Regions from separate parts of the Mus musculus genome. Here all the other regions are linked to region 1. Evidence: chromatin contacts called from public ChIA-PET and Hi-C data. All regions are on one chromosome and are shown on one strand. Each heading gives the region's core, a stretch centred on a gene start, on an enhancer-like site or on the middle of the called end of the contact. The rest is flanking DNA. Distances are from core to core; before and after follow the strand shown.

Region 1 (2,700 bases), core at 136-2,635:
CCGCCAGCTTTTCAAACTGGAGCGGTGTTCGTCCTTGAGGCTCTGCATTCCGGGGAGGCCTGAACCTCGCTTCTCGGCTTCCCCCTTTCGCTTGCCTGCCCTTCCCCGCCCCCCATCCCCCCCTGGCGCCCAGAGCTGCTCCTGGTGCGTAGGAGAAGCTCGATACGTGTCAATTGGATTGAACTGCTGCGGGCGCAGGCTGTACACTGCCGCCGAGCCTTGATCTGCACGACGTTACCGAGTGAAAATTTATGGGCTGAACGGTGAAGCCAAAAGTTGTTCCCGGCCAAGTAAAATAAAACGCGGGAGATACTCTCACGAGGCCGAGGTGAGAGACGAGGGCAGACCTTCCAGCCATCGGAGGTCCGGACTGTGAAATGCTTAAGAACTGGGAGAAACTCAGGCTCATCCCAGGTCCCTTTATGGTCCTCCCACCCCCTTGTGTCCCCAAGAGCAGCCCCCCACCTCAACACAATTCCCACACAATTGAAATGTCCGGGGAGCAAGGGCGCGGAACTGCCACTGTTGCGGGTGGTGGTGTTTTCACGTAGCTCTTAGCGCCTTAAGGGGAAGTAGCTCCTCTGGGAAGAAGGGGCGAGGTGCGGTGGGGGTGGACGCCCACGCGCACTCAGGCTCTGCTGGGCTGGCTCTCGGAGGGGACGCTAGGCCGGGAGAGCGCAGCGCTGGTGGCGAGAGGAGGCAGTGGCGCCTGCCGCTGGGGTTTGACAGCTTTGGCTGAGAGGAGTGCGAGGCGCTTTATGGTAATTGCGGTCCTCCACTGGCCTTCTGGGTAGCAAGGGGAGTCTCGGCGCGCGGCAGGGAAAGCCTCCCCCGCCGCCCCGCCGCCCCGCCGCCCCCCATTCTTGGGGCTGGGGATTTGTTGGCCGACCTAGCCGTCGCCGCTGCGGAGTCGGTCTCCAATACCCTAGGACGTGAGCCCTGGCTGGGCGTGAATGCTAACTCGGCCGGAGCTGGGACGGAGAGGACAGAGGGCGGTAGAGTTGGGGGGGGGGTACGAGGACACGACCCGCCACCCAGGTGGTTTGGGGTTCAGATGTGGCGAGGCCCCAATGCACCCGGCTGGGAATCCGTGAGGGCCGGGGAAAGTCGGGCGAACCTTTCCTGGGGAATCACCCCCTCCCGAAACCCCACCGCGGAGGCGCCGCAGCGGAGGGTGAGCGGAGACTGGGGATCTCAAACTTGCGAGAGCTGGAGGCGGCGGCGGCGGCGGGCGGGCGGGCGGCTGTCGCTCGAGCGCTGCGCCTGAGGGGGGAGGGGAGGCGGCTGTTGGGAGGGAGGGAGGGAGGGCGGGCGGAGGGAGGGGGAGGAGGAAGAGGAGGGAACCTGGGAGGGGGGACGCGTTGGGATCGCGGCGTGCGGCAGCAGACGGAGCCTGAGCTCCCAGCGGCAAGGTGAGGCAGAGCTGCGCTCCGGGCCGAACGGCGACCGAGCTCTTCGGCCGAGGGGGAGACGCGCCGGAACCCAGAGCACGACCGAGAGCGGGAGCGAGGCGGGCGGCGGTGGCGGAGGGGGAGCACGCGAGCCGCCGGGCGGAGAGCCCGAGCCGCGCTGTCGCCGCGGAGGGACGACTTGGCCAACACACTCGCTCACACACACTCACACACACACCCAGCCCGAGCGGGCGCTCTCGGCGAACCGTCAACATGGCGCTGGGGCTCTTGCCCGAGCGCGGGCGGCAGCGGCGGCGCGGGAGCTGCTGAGGGTGACAGAGCTCGGGCCAGCTGCGGGAGGAGAGGATCGCGCGGGGCCGTCGCCACCTGCCCTGAAGCTCGCAGCCCGCCCCGCCCCGCCCCACCCCCACGCGGCCCAGAGCCCACCCCTCCGCCGGGCCGACCCCGAGGGCAGCAGAGCGGCTGCAGTCGGCGGCGAGCGAGCGCGGCGCTGGGAGTGGACTGCGGGCACCAGAGGAAGCCAAACTTTGCTGCTCGCTGCGCTTTCCCGGCCGGGCTCCTTCACGTAGCCGCCCTCTCCCGACCCCGCACACATTCACCCAGCCAGCCGCCCCCGGATCTTCCTCGCCGCCTGGACTCCGCTCCGGGGAAAACTTCAAAGCGCCGGATCGCAGGGCTCCCTGCCTACTTCCCGACTGGGGATTTCAGGTCAGTGCCCGGAACACCTTTCCCCGGGGGCCGCGGGCGGGCTGGCGCGCCGGGGACTGCAGCCGACCTCCTCCCTCCGAGGGTTTCTCCTCCGACTTCGGTAGACCCCCGTTGGGAGGCTTAGCTACCTTGCTCGCTTTCGGTTTTACATCAGAGCTGCAAGTTATTAAAAATGCAGCCAACCTAAGCGGCCCCCGCATGGGCACCAGGGAGGGAGGGACTCGACGGAGGACCTGCCGCCTCCCGAGGGGTTGGGAGGATCGGGAGTTGAACGAGTGGAAGTTTGCAGCCTCTGTGTGTCTGCGCGGGAGCGCGGTCGTCGCCGAGCGTCGGGAGTCAGGCGGGGGGGGGGGTGCTGGGCTGGAAGCTGGGAACCTCGTCTCGGCGTTACCTCGCTAGCAGGAAGGGGAGGGCGGCGGGTTCCCGTCTGCTTTCTTTTTCGACTCGGAAAAGAACTGTAAAAACCCCCAGCCGCCGCCGCTTCGTCTGGCCTCTCCTGGGGCCCGGCGGTGCCTCCGAGTGGAACGCCGGCTTGAGCGTGCGCTAGTGTGTGCGGCGGGCGCCTCGGACCGAGCCGAGC
Region 2 (2,700 bases), core at 181-2,680, 980 kb after region 1:
TTCCCCCTGCCCTTCTGCTCTACCTCCCTGAACCTGAGCAGCAAGAACAATCACTCAAAGGACCCATTTCCATAAGCCCCTTCTCCCCAGTTTCAGCACAGAGCACTAGCAAAGGCATGTGAACATCACTGAGTCTGTGCTGGCGGCTTCGCTCCTTTTCCTCCTAGCTACATACTCCTCCAGTGGGCTGTGCAACATGTCTGACCCTCAGTTTTCTCATCTGACAAATGGGGGTACAACAGCTGCCAAACCCATGCTCCAGGGGTGTTTGGTGAATACTGGGAGTGTTTGTGAAGGTCCTGTGCAGGTTGCAAAGCACCAAGTACCCTGCAGAGCTTCATTCTCTTTCTGTCCCCACTCTTTCATGAGATTGTTCAAAGTAAGACTCACCCATTCCTGGGTGCCTAGCAAGTGCCTCTTCTACCTGTCAGATAGCAACATGGGAGAAAAAATGCAAAGCGTACTTGACTCTTGAGGCTCTACTGAGAGAGCAAGGTTTCATGAGATTTGCTTTCCAGCCTGGGGTCAGCCAGTACAAGGCTTGATGATTTCCACCCAAGTCTGAAATGTCAGCTCTAAGCAGGAAGTCTAAACAAGCTAGCTTGTTTTTTATCTTACCCTCCCATAAGGCCTCCTTGGTCCTCTTCTCATGGACAAAACAGAAACGTGCATGTGCCTCTCAAAGGTCTGCTCAGGTCATATAGTGTTTCTTGGGAGCACGTGAAAACCCTGTGGGTTTACGTAGAGGTATGAGAGGTCATCTTCTGGGTTTTTAGCTTGGGCCTTAACATCTCCATAGCTGCTTGATACCGCTTATAACTGAGCACATCTCCCCCTTTGAATTGTTTCCCTTTACATACAGAGCACTCACCCTGAACATTGTTTCAGGGAAGTCCTCAGATATCCTATGCTAGAACGAGTACACGGAATCCTGAGCTCTCATAGCCTTACCTGTACAATGGGGCTGGCGGCTGCTTTGACTCTCATGGTGGGTCTGCCTACAAAGAGTACCTGCTAATTCACACGAAAGCCACCCATAACCTGTAAGAACGGCAGAGAGATAGACTCAAGCCAACTTTGATTTTGTTCAGTTTCACTCAGGGAACCAGGACATAAAATTCAGAAAGTAGGAGGTTATCAAAGAAGGGAAGGAAGCAGGGAAGGGAAGTTGGTGGTGGCAAGACAGCAGGGCACCCTTGGACTGGTAGCATAAGAGAACTTAAAGGGTCAGACTCGCAGACCAAGGTGTTCAAAGTCCAGTTGCATGATCTGGGCATCAAGGTTTACTTTCCATATGGGGCAGCAGATCCCTCATCCTTCAACCATTCTGAGACTCTAGACCTGAACTCTGCTGCTCTTCCTAAGAATCAAGACGGAATGATTCACTTCCTATCTCAGCCTCCCTAATCTCCCATCCGGCTTCTTCTCTTTGCCCTGCCCCAGGACTGCCACTCTGAGGTGAATCCTGGTACTGCCTCCTGCTCCACATAGACTGGAAGCCAGGGGATGGGAGGCTACTCAGCTGGCAGTGGTAGGCATGGAGCATTGTCTGGAGCCGCCAGACAGCACCTTGAGATGACAGACCATCTTCTCCAAGCCCCACAGGGCACACTGCAGCAACTTCTCAGTTGCCAACTGCTGAGGACTGCAGGCTTATCTGGGGTCAGGAGTGAGAGTGACAAGAAGTGGGGTGGTGGGTGAAGAGGAGGAAAAAGATGAAGAGAATAGGAAGGTGAAGGATGGAAAGAAAAAGAAAGGCAAGGAGAGAGGATGAGAAGGTGAAGATGAAAAGAAGTAGGCAGAAGGAGAGGCAGTGTGTGTGGGGGAACATGACATGGAGAAAGGGGTTGTCAGGAATGGAAGGAAATAGGGAGAAAGGAAGGAGACAATTTTATGTTTCTTGTGACTCAGTGCCACTCCCCCCTCACCATCCCATGAAGAATTTTGTAAAAAAAAGAAACCACAGAAAAGCAAGTGTAAGAAAAGGGGTCTGGAGAGAAAGCCAGGTACCTGAGAGACTTCTGAAGCCTACATTGCACCCTAGAATTTGGGAGGAGCAAAATTGTGGCCAGCTGAGGATCTGACCAGGTCTGTGAGAGAACCTGGAAATACAGTTTCAAAGCTCATTCTTGTCTGTTCTGTCTAGGATGCTCAGTTAGCCGGTGGCAATCTGTGCTTAGCAATAGGTGCCATGTTTATAAAATGGGGATCATGTAAATTCATGCTTTACAGCGATGTAAAAGTTAAATTAAGTGAGGCAAACAACAACAAAGGAATATGCCCGTGGGAGATGCAGCTGGTGTCCCATCCTTCAGCTGCTAACACTGGTCCACACCTTCCCAGGATGGGATGGGAGCCCTCTTGTCCCTAAACACTTGATTAGCTATTGCCTCTGCCCTTTGAACAGTAAAGGGTGATGGGGGAGGGGGTAAAAATCCCACATTCCTTTTCCGAAGAGAGGCAGCTGTGTGGTACCTGCACACTTCAGTATTATCTATTCAGTTCCTTTCTAGGACTCTGTTTCTAGGGAACCCCATCAAAGGCCGAACCGTCTGAATAAGCTGAGACTAAGAATAGGCTTGCATTTCTGAATTGGGTCTCCTGGAGACAGGAGGACTACAGACAGTACTGGCCCTTCCAAAAGGAGCCATGGTAAGTATGTGTGTTTGCCTTTGGCAGGTGTCAGACTGTCCTGGGTTG
Region 3 (2,756 bases), core at 129-2,628, 680 kb before region 1:
GGCAAGGATTTGGTTGGATTCAATCCTTAGTCCTGCAAAAGGCAATGTTGTGGCAGGAGGTGGTGGTATATTCTAGCTGTCACCACAAAGAATAAAGTATGAGAGGTGATCAAAGTCAATGAGTCCGATTTGTTCATTCGGGAGTGTATTCATGCACTGTACCCCATAAACATATGCAATTTAACACTGTACCCCATAAATACATGATTTATCAATCTGAAAAATGGATGAGGTAGTGGAGGAGCTTGTGATCCCAATTACTTTGAGCTCAAGAGCTAAAAAATGCCAGCCCCGACAACACAGTGAGACCAAGAATCAAGAGCACTGCAATTGTACAAGTGGAGAACAAAGAGAATTGTCTAACCTTACGATCAGCATGAGCATCTGTTACACCTGCGAGAGATGAAGCTGCAAAACGATGTTTAGGTAGGGTCACAAAAATAGACGCTTTTAACAGTTAATTTTTCCGTGACTTGTGCGTGAGAATAGCTAGGTTACTAAACAAAAAACAAAAATAAACGCACACAAAAAAACTTTCGAAGCCCAGACATCACGAAAGACCAATTGCTTCCGAATCTATGGAGGTGGAGGGAACCCACAGACATGTTTAAAGGCTTGCAGTTCGTTTCAAACAGAAGCCAAGATTAGAAAACAGACAAAACATGTGGATTTTGGGAGAAAGAGGCTGTAGTTGGAAAGATGAAAACCCAGGCAGGATAGGGCGGCTACTGCAAGGGCAGGGACAAAAGCCAAGAACACCAGCAAAGGATTTAAGGACTACATGTGTTTCAATGTTGGGCTTTGGGTGACAGCAAAGGCGCGGCACACAGGAGACTGCATTCAAATGACGTTATTGTGTCGTTGCTCTTGTCCCACAATTGACAAAAAAAAAAAAGGAAAAAGGAAAAAAAGAGACTGTAACGTTTTCTCCCACGCGTCGCGCCAGGGTCGCCTATGGGCGGAGCGTGCGTTGGACAGTCACAGCGCGCGGTCGCCGCAGGCCGCCTTTTTGGGGCCCCGAGAGGAGAGACGGGTGGTTTCTCCGCCAACCCTTCTCCGTTCACCGTCCCGCTGCGGTCGCCTAGGCGGGGAAAAAGAGCGCTTAGGGACCACTGACGTTACTGTGACGCGGCCGCTGGACTGGCGGCGCGGCTTCCGGCGCCTTGCGCCCACCCCCCTTTCCGCTTTCCCGCCCACGCACCTCCTGGCTCCGCCCCTCTCCCACGCACCCCCTCCTCCTGTCCCCCAGAACAGCACAGCGCGGGGAACGGTCGCAGGTTGCCTTTGGAAAGGGCCTCCCGCGGGTTCCCCTTCCGTTCTGCCTGGCGACTTCCGCTCTCGGCCCAGCAACATGGACGCTATAACCCGCCGGCCGGGCGGCCGCTGAGCAGTCGCGGAAGCTTCCCCACTTGAGTGGCGGCCGGCCCGCCTCTCTGCCCTCCCGCCCCACGCTCGCCTCCCTGCGGCCGGCCGGCCCGGCCCTACATGGGGGCGGGCCTCCGCAGCTTGGGCTCGGCTTCCTGTTCAGAGGCGGCCTGGCGCTAGGCGGCGGCCACTCTGCCCGCGCCCGCCTCGGTGCGGTCACCGAGCCCGGGAGGAGGCTCCAGGGCCGCATCTCAGGCGGTTGCCCCGAGCCGGGCTGTACGCCGCCATGGCCCCAGTGCAGCTGGACAACCACCAGCTGATCCCTCCTGGCGGCGGCGGTGGCAGCAGCGGCGGCGGAGGCAGCAGCAGCGGCTCCGCGTCTGCCCCGGCTCCCCCGCCGCCCGCAGCCGCTGTGGCGGCGGCAGCTGCGGCGGCAGCTAGCCCTGGATACCGGCTTAGCACGCTCATCGAATTTCTGCTCCACCGGGCCTACTCGGAGCTTATGGTGTTGACGGACTTGTAAGTGCTGCGAACCCATGCCTGCTTCCCGGCTCCTCACTTGCCCTTCCCGCCTTCAAGAGAGGCTTATGCTTGCCATTTACTGAGCTAGGCTGCTGAGCGTAGAATTTGGAAATTCATGGGGTTTAGGTTCTGGGGACAGGGAGGAGGTAACTATTGGGGATCTGGTTGACGATGAAAGCACGGAGACTGGTTAGTTTCGCATGTTAACACTTGCGCTGAAGATTGTCTTTGGGATTTTTGTCTTGAGTTCCCAACAGAAGTGTATTAATTTCTATGTGGAATATTTTCTAAAAACCTAAGTCGAAGAGTAAGCATTGAGGACTACGTAGAATTCGAACTGAACGGGATTTTCAACGAAGGGAAATGTTTTACATCTTTTTTGACAATGTTTTAAATGAAGGTTGCAATTGTTTCTCTTAAAATGCCGGAGGTCGATTCTGTGTAAAACAATTACATTATAAATTCTGATTCTTTCTGCAACATTTGAAAGCGTGTTAAGTCTTTATGGATGTAGTGAAAGTAGAATACTTTTTTTCTAATGAGCCTCCGGGTTTCAGTCTAGTTACCTATGAAATGCCTTGGGGCGTGATTAGGGTGTTAATACCTTCAGAGTACAAGCCGACTACACGGATGGTTCACTATGTGAATAAAAGGTACTAGGAAAATTTGAAACTCTTTAGCATCTTCTACCTGAGGTCCATAAAAGTTTTCTTTTTACCTATTGTTAGGCTCCCTCAGGTTTCCAGGGAAATACGTTAGTATGTAGACGCTAGGATGTATCTTGCAATACTTTGTTACTGGAGAATTACATTGTACATGACTAAAAGAATTAGGGCGGGCTTCACTTACTCTTGTAAAACATTCCCTTT
Region 4 (2,700 bases), core at 119-2,618, 830 kb after region 1:
TACAATCCTATAGGCAGTGGCCACTTCTGTGGGAAAGAAAATTGAGGCTTAGGGAACAGGTCTGTAGCAGAATCGGATTTGAACTGAAGTCTGTGGGTCCCGTTGCTGGGGGATCCTAGATCTTTGCTCCCATAGAGCCCTCCCAGGCCCCTCCCTTCTCCTTTGACTGCTCCTCTCAGCATCTGCATCAGGGGTTACTCCTTCCCCAGGGGAGTGCCTGGCTGGGATGCCTGCCTTCCCTCTTGGACCCCACTTCACCTTGGTCCCCTGGACTCTTACAAGCCACTCTTCATCTGACAGTACAGCCTGGCCTGGCACTGTCTGGGCACCTGCAATGGTGGAATATGTCTACATGTTGGTATTTTGATGGCATTGCCTCCCATCTCACAGGCAGGTCCTGAATATGCAGCATCTTTCCCTTTCTTCCTGCTCCTGTCAGGCCCCATCATTCACTTGATTTAGGCCACAACATCCCATTTAGTTGCACATCAGCCATTGGTCACAAAATTCCCTATAGCTGGAGTAGGGCCTTAACGAACTCTCATCAACAATGCAAGGCCTAGTGGCTACTGGCCTCCTCTTCATCTCCTGCCTCCCCCTGCCTTCCCCTCCTGCCTCAGCCCTCAGGGACCACAATGGGGAAATTGTCCTGTAATCGCATTTTACATGCACGTGGATCGAGTCACTTCTCTCATCTGGTTATCTTTGGAAACACTGGGAGGGAAGAGGATATTAAAGAAAATCCTCCTTTGCTTCCATCTTGAAAAAAAAAAAAAGGCAGCCCATTTTGAGTCACTACCTTATCTTTAAAGAAACCCGACATGGAAAAGGCAGGGCGATACGATCTATGACTTCATCAGCTTGTCCTCTGAAGTTGTTTTAAGCTTTCCCATCCCCCTATAGGCCCCTTCATTTCCTGTTTTCAATCTCTAATAGCAAGGAATACACAGTCTCTCAGAGCTAAGTGAGCATTGCTGGTGGTAGCGGTGGGAGGCGGGGGTTGGGGAGGTGGTGGTGGGGGGGGGATGCTGCGTCAGTGCAGGAAGCTGACCAGAGAGGAAGCTTTTAAAGTCCAAACTGGAATCTGGCCGCAAGTTAGGAAATGGTTTGAATTCACATTTTATTTTTCCCTTCACTTTGTGGTCAGCGACTCTGCTTGCTTCGTGCTCTCAGAAGAACTGCTGATTGGGAAGACCTTAACTGCAATTTAAAAACTGCAAAAGGTTTCAACAGAAAAGGAAAGGAAGACTTTTGCATTTCATAACAGGAATTTTCAGCGACTTCTTTCAAGATGCTCCAAATGCCTCCCAGACGCTCTTGCGTCAGCTCTTGCCTCCTCCCACGGTCGAGGCCATGGAACTGGTACCATCTGAATCATTACATGCAGGGGAAAACAGAGACACCCACTTGTTCCTGCTTACCCAGCAAGTCAGCACAACATTGTGACAGTTGTTTTCCCAGGCCCAACCAGCTTTGGGTGTTGTGTGTGTGTGTGTGTGTGTGTGTGTGTGTGTGTGTGTGCCACCCAAGTACTTGTATGAGTACATGCATAGGATCAGGGTAATAATTACAGTGTCAAGAGGAAAGAAAAGCCACCTACCTCTGGCTCTGGTTGTCATTTGTGGAGGTGGAGTTCCTGAGTTCTGGTTTGTGCTCCATCTTTTCTGTCAGTAGAAGGGTCTTTGGGTGGGCTGTTATTGGTTGCCATGGTAATAGTGCCAGCCATTCTCTTGTCAGTCAGAGAATGACATCCACTGAAGGGGCATCACAGAAAGACGTTCCCATCTGCCAAGCTCATTTGAGGGGCTGAGCACATGGTGCCTTCCCTGAAAATCAATTCTCTGGGGGTCCCAAGTTCTTTCGAAACCCTCAACTGGCTTTCTACTTCTTAGTTCTCATCTTCACTACATCTGTGTGGGGCCTGAGCATACATATACAGACCTCAGGTTAGAGAGCAAAGCTGCCACCTACTGCTGAAGGGTAGACTTCTCTGGCATGTGTCTGAGGCCAGAGTTTGAGTCCTCTTGCCTGAAAAGCTGATGTGGGACAGGACTGGTCCCTTGTTCTAAGGAACATAGTAGGCATTGTCAATATACTGCTCATATACCCTTGCCCATCCCACGTTAGTGAATGTGAGGAGAGGGCAAGAAAAAAACGGGAGAGGCAGAACACCAAGAGTAGTGGCCAAAAGGCCTAAAGGTCTGCATAACCAAAATGGCTGGATTATATAGCAATCCGAGAAGCTGGTGGAACGAAAAGTCAGGCACAGTCCATGGCCTGGAGAGGTTTAGGATAGGGGGTAGGGTATGCCAGCCAGAAGGATCCTGTAGCCAGGTAGGGACTGAGGGATGCTGGGAGAACTTGATGGCCAACATTCAATTTGATATGTTAATAGGCACCTCAGTTAGCCATTCAAAACCTACCAGTGAGTGCCTCTTGCTATAGTTTGGATGAGTGTCCCTTAAAAGTCCATAAGTAAAAGAGTGGTTCCCATTATGGAGATATTGGGAGACAGTGTGCACCTTTAAGAGGTGAAGCCTAAAGGGAGGTCCTTATGTCAATGTTGCTGTAACCTACCCCTATGCTTCTCAGTTGGCGACATGAGCATCTCCTGAATGTCTTCCAGACAGACCTTCTTGCTATTATGTGCCCGCTTCCCTCACTGTTGGTATAAATGGGGCTACCCAGTTTTAGACACTA

The links. Hi-C and Micro-C count contacts between places; a contact is called where the count stands out from the background. ChIA-PET counts read pairs in DNA pulled down with a chosen protein or histone mark.
Region 2: a Hi-C map of cerebral cortex shows a contact between it and region 1, with 5 times the contacts expected there. The contact joins the enhancer-like site here to the promoter of Bcor in region 1. A contact is called at or near these places in 1 of 484 Hi-C or Micro-C datasets (cerebral cortex) and 6 of 115 datasets of contacts at active chromatin or transcription factors (embryonic forebrain, embryonic hindbrain, embryonic midbrain and 3 more).
Region 3: a contact with region 1 is called in an RNA polymerase II ChIA-PET map of memory CD8 T cells, with 11 read pairs. The contact joins the promoter of Med14 here to the promoter of Bcor in region 1.
Region 4: a Hi-C map of cerebral cortex shows a contact between it and region 1, with 4 times the contacts expected there. The contact joins the enhancer-like site here to the promoter of Bcor in region 1. A contact is called at or near these places in 2 of 484 Hi-C or Micro-C datasets (cerebral cortex and uterus) and 6 of 115 datasets of contacts at active chromatin or transcription factors (T-cell acute lymphoblastic leukemia, craniofacial prominence, embryonic forebrain and 3 more).

What each region holds. Positions count from the first base shown.
Region 1 is chrX:12,079,238-12,081,937 of GRCm38.p6, reverse strand. Bcor (BCL6 interacting corepressor) reads left to right here and starts at 1,385. Exons shown (of 15, transcript NM_029510.3): 1 at 1,385-2,120.
Region 2 is chrX:11,099,896-11,102,595 of GRCm38.p6, reverse strand. No RefSeq gene overlaps it. Among named protein-coding and RNA genes, the nearest start is that of Gm39494, 110 kb to the right of the region's middle. Within about 2 kb of position 1,430, at least 3 of the 459 cell types and tissues checked have an H3K27ac peak or open chromatin away from gene starts, as enhancers often do. A contact at or near this core is called in cerebral cortex, where this site is marked.
Region 3 is chrX:12,760,595-12,763,350 of GRCm38.p6, reverse strand. Med14 (mediator complex subunit 14) reads left to right here and starts at 1,378. Exons shown (of 31, transcript NM_001048208.1): 1 at 1,378-1,884. The coding sequence starts at 1,652. It overlaps Gm14634 (predicted gene 14634), which reads right to left and starts at 1,073. Exons shown (of 5, transcript NR_045852.1): 1 at 365-1,073.
Region 4 is chrX:11,252,944-11,255,643 of GRCm38.p6, reverse strand. No RefSeq gene overlaps it. Among named protein-coding and RNA genes, the nearest start is that of H2al1a, 45 kb to the left of the region's middle. Within about 2 kb of position 1,368, at least 28 of the 459 cell types and tissues checked have an H3K27ac peak or open chromatin away from gene starts, as enhancers often do. A contact at or near this core is called in cerebral cortex and uterus, where this site is marked.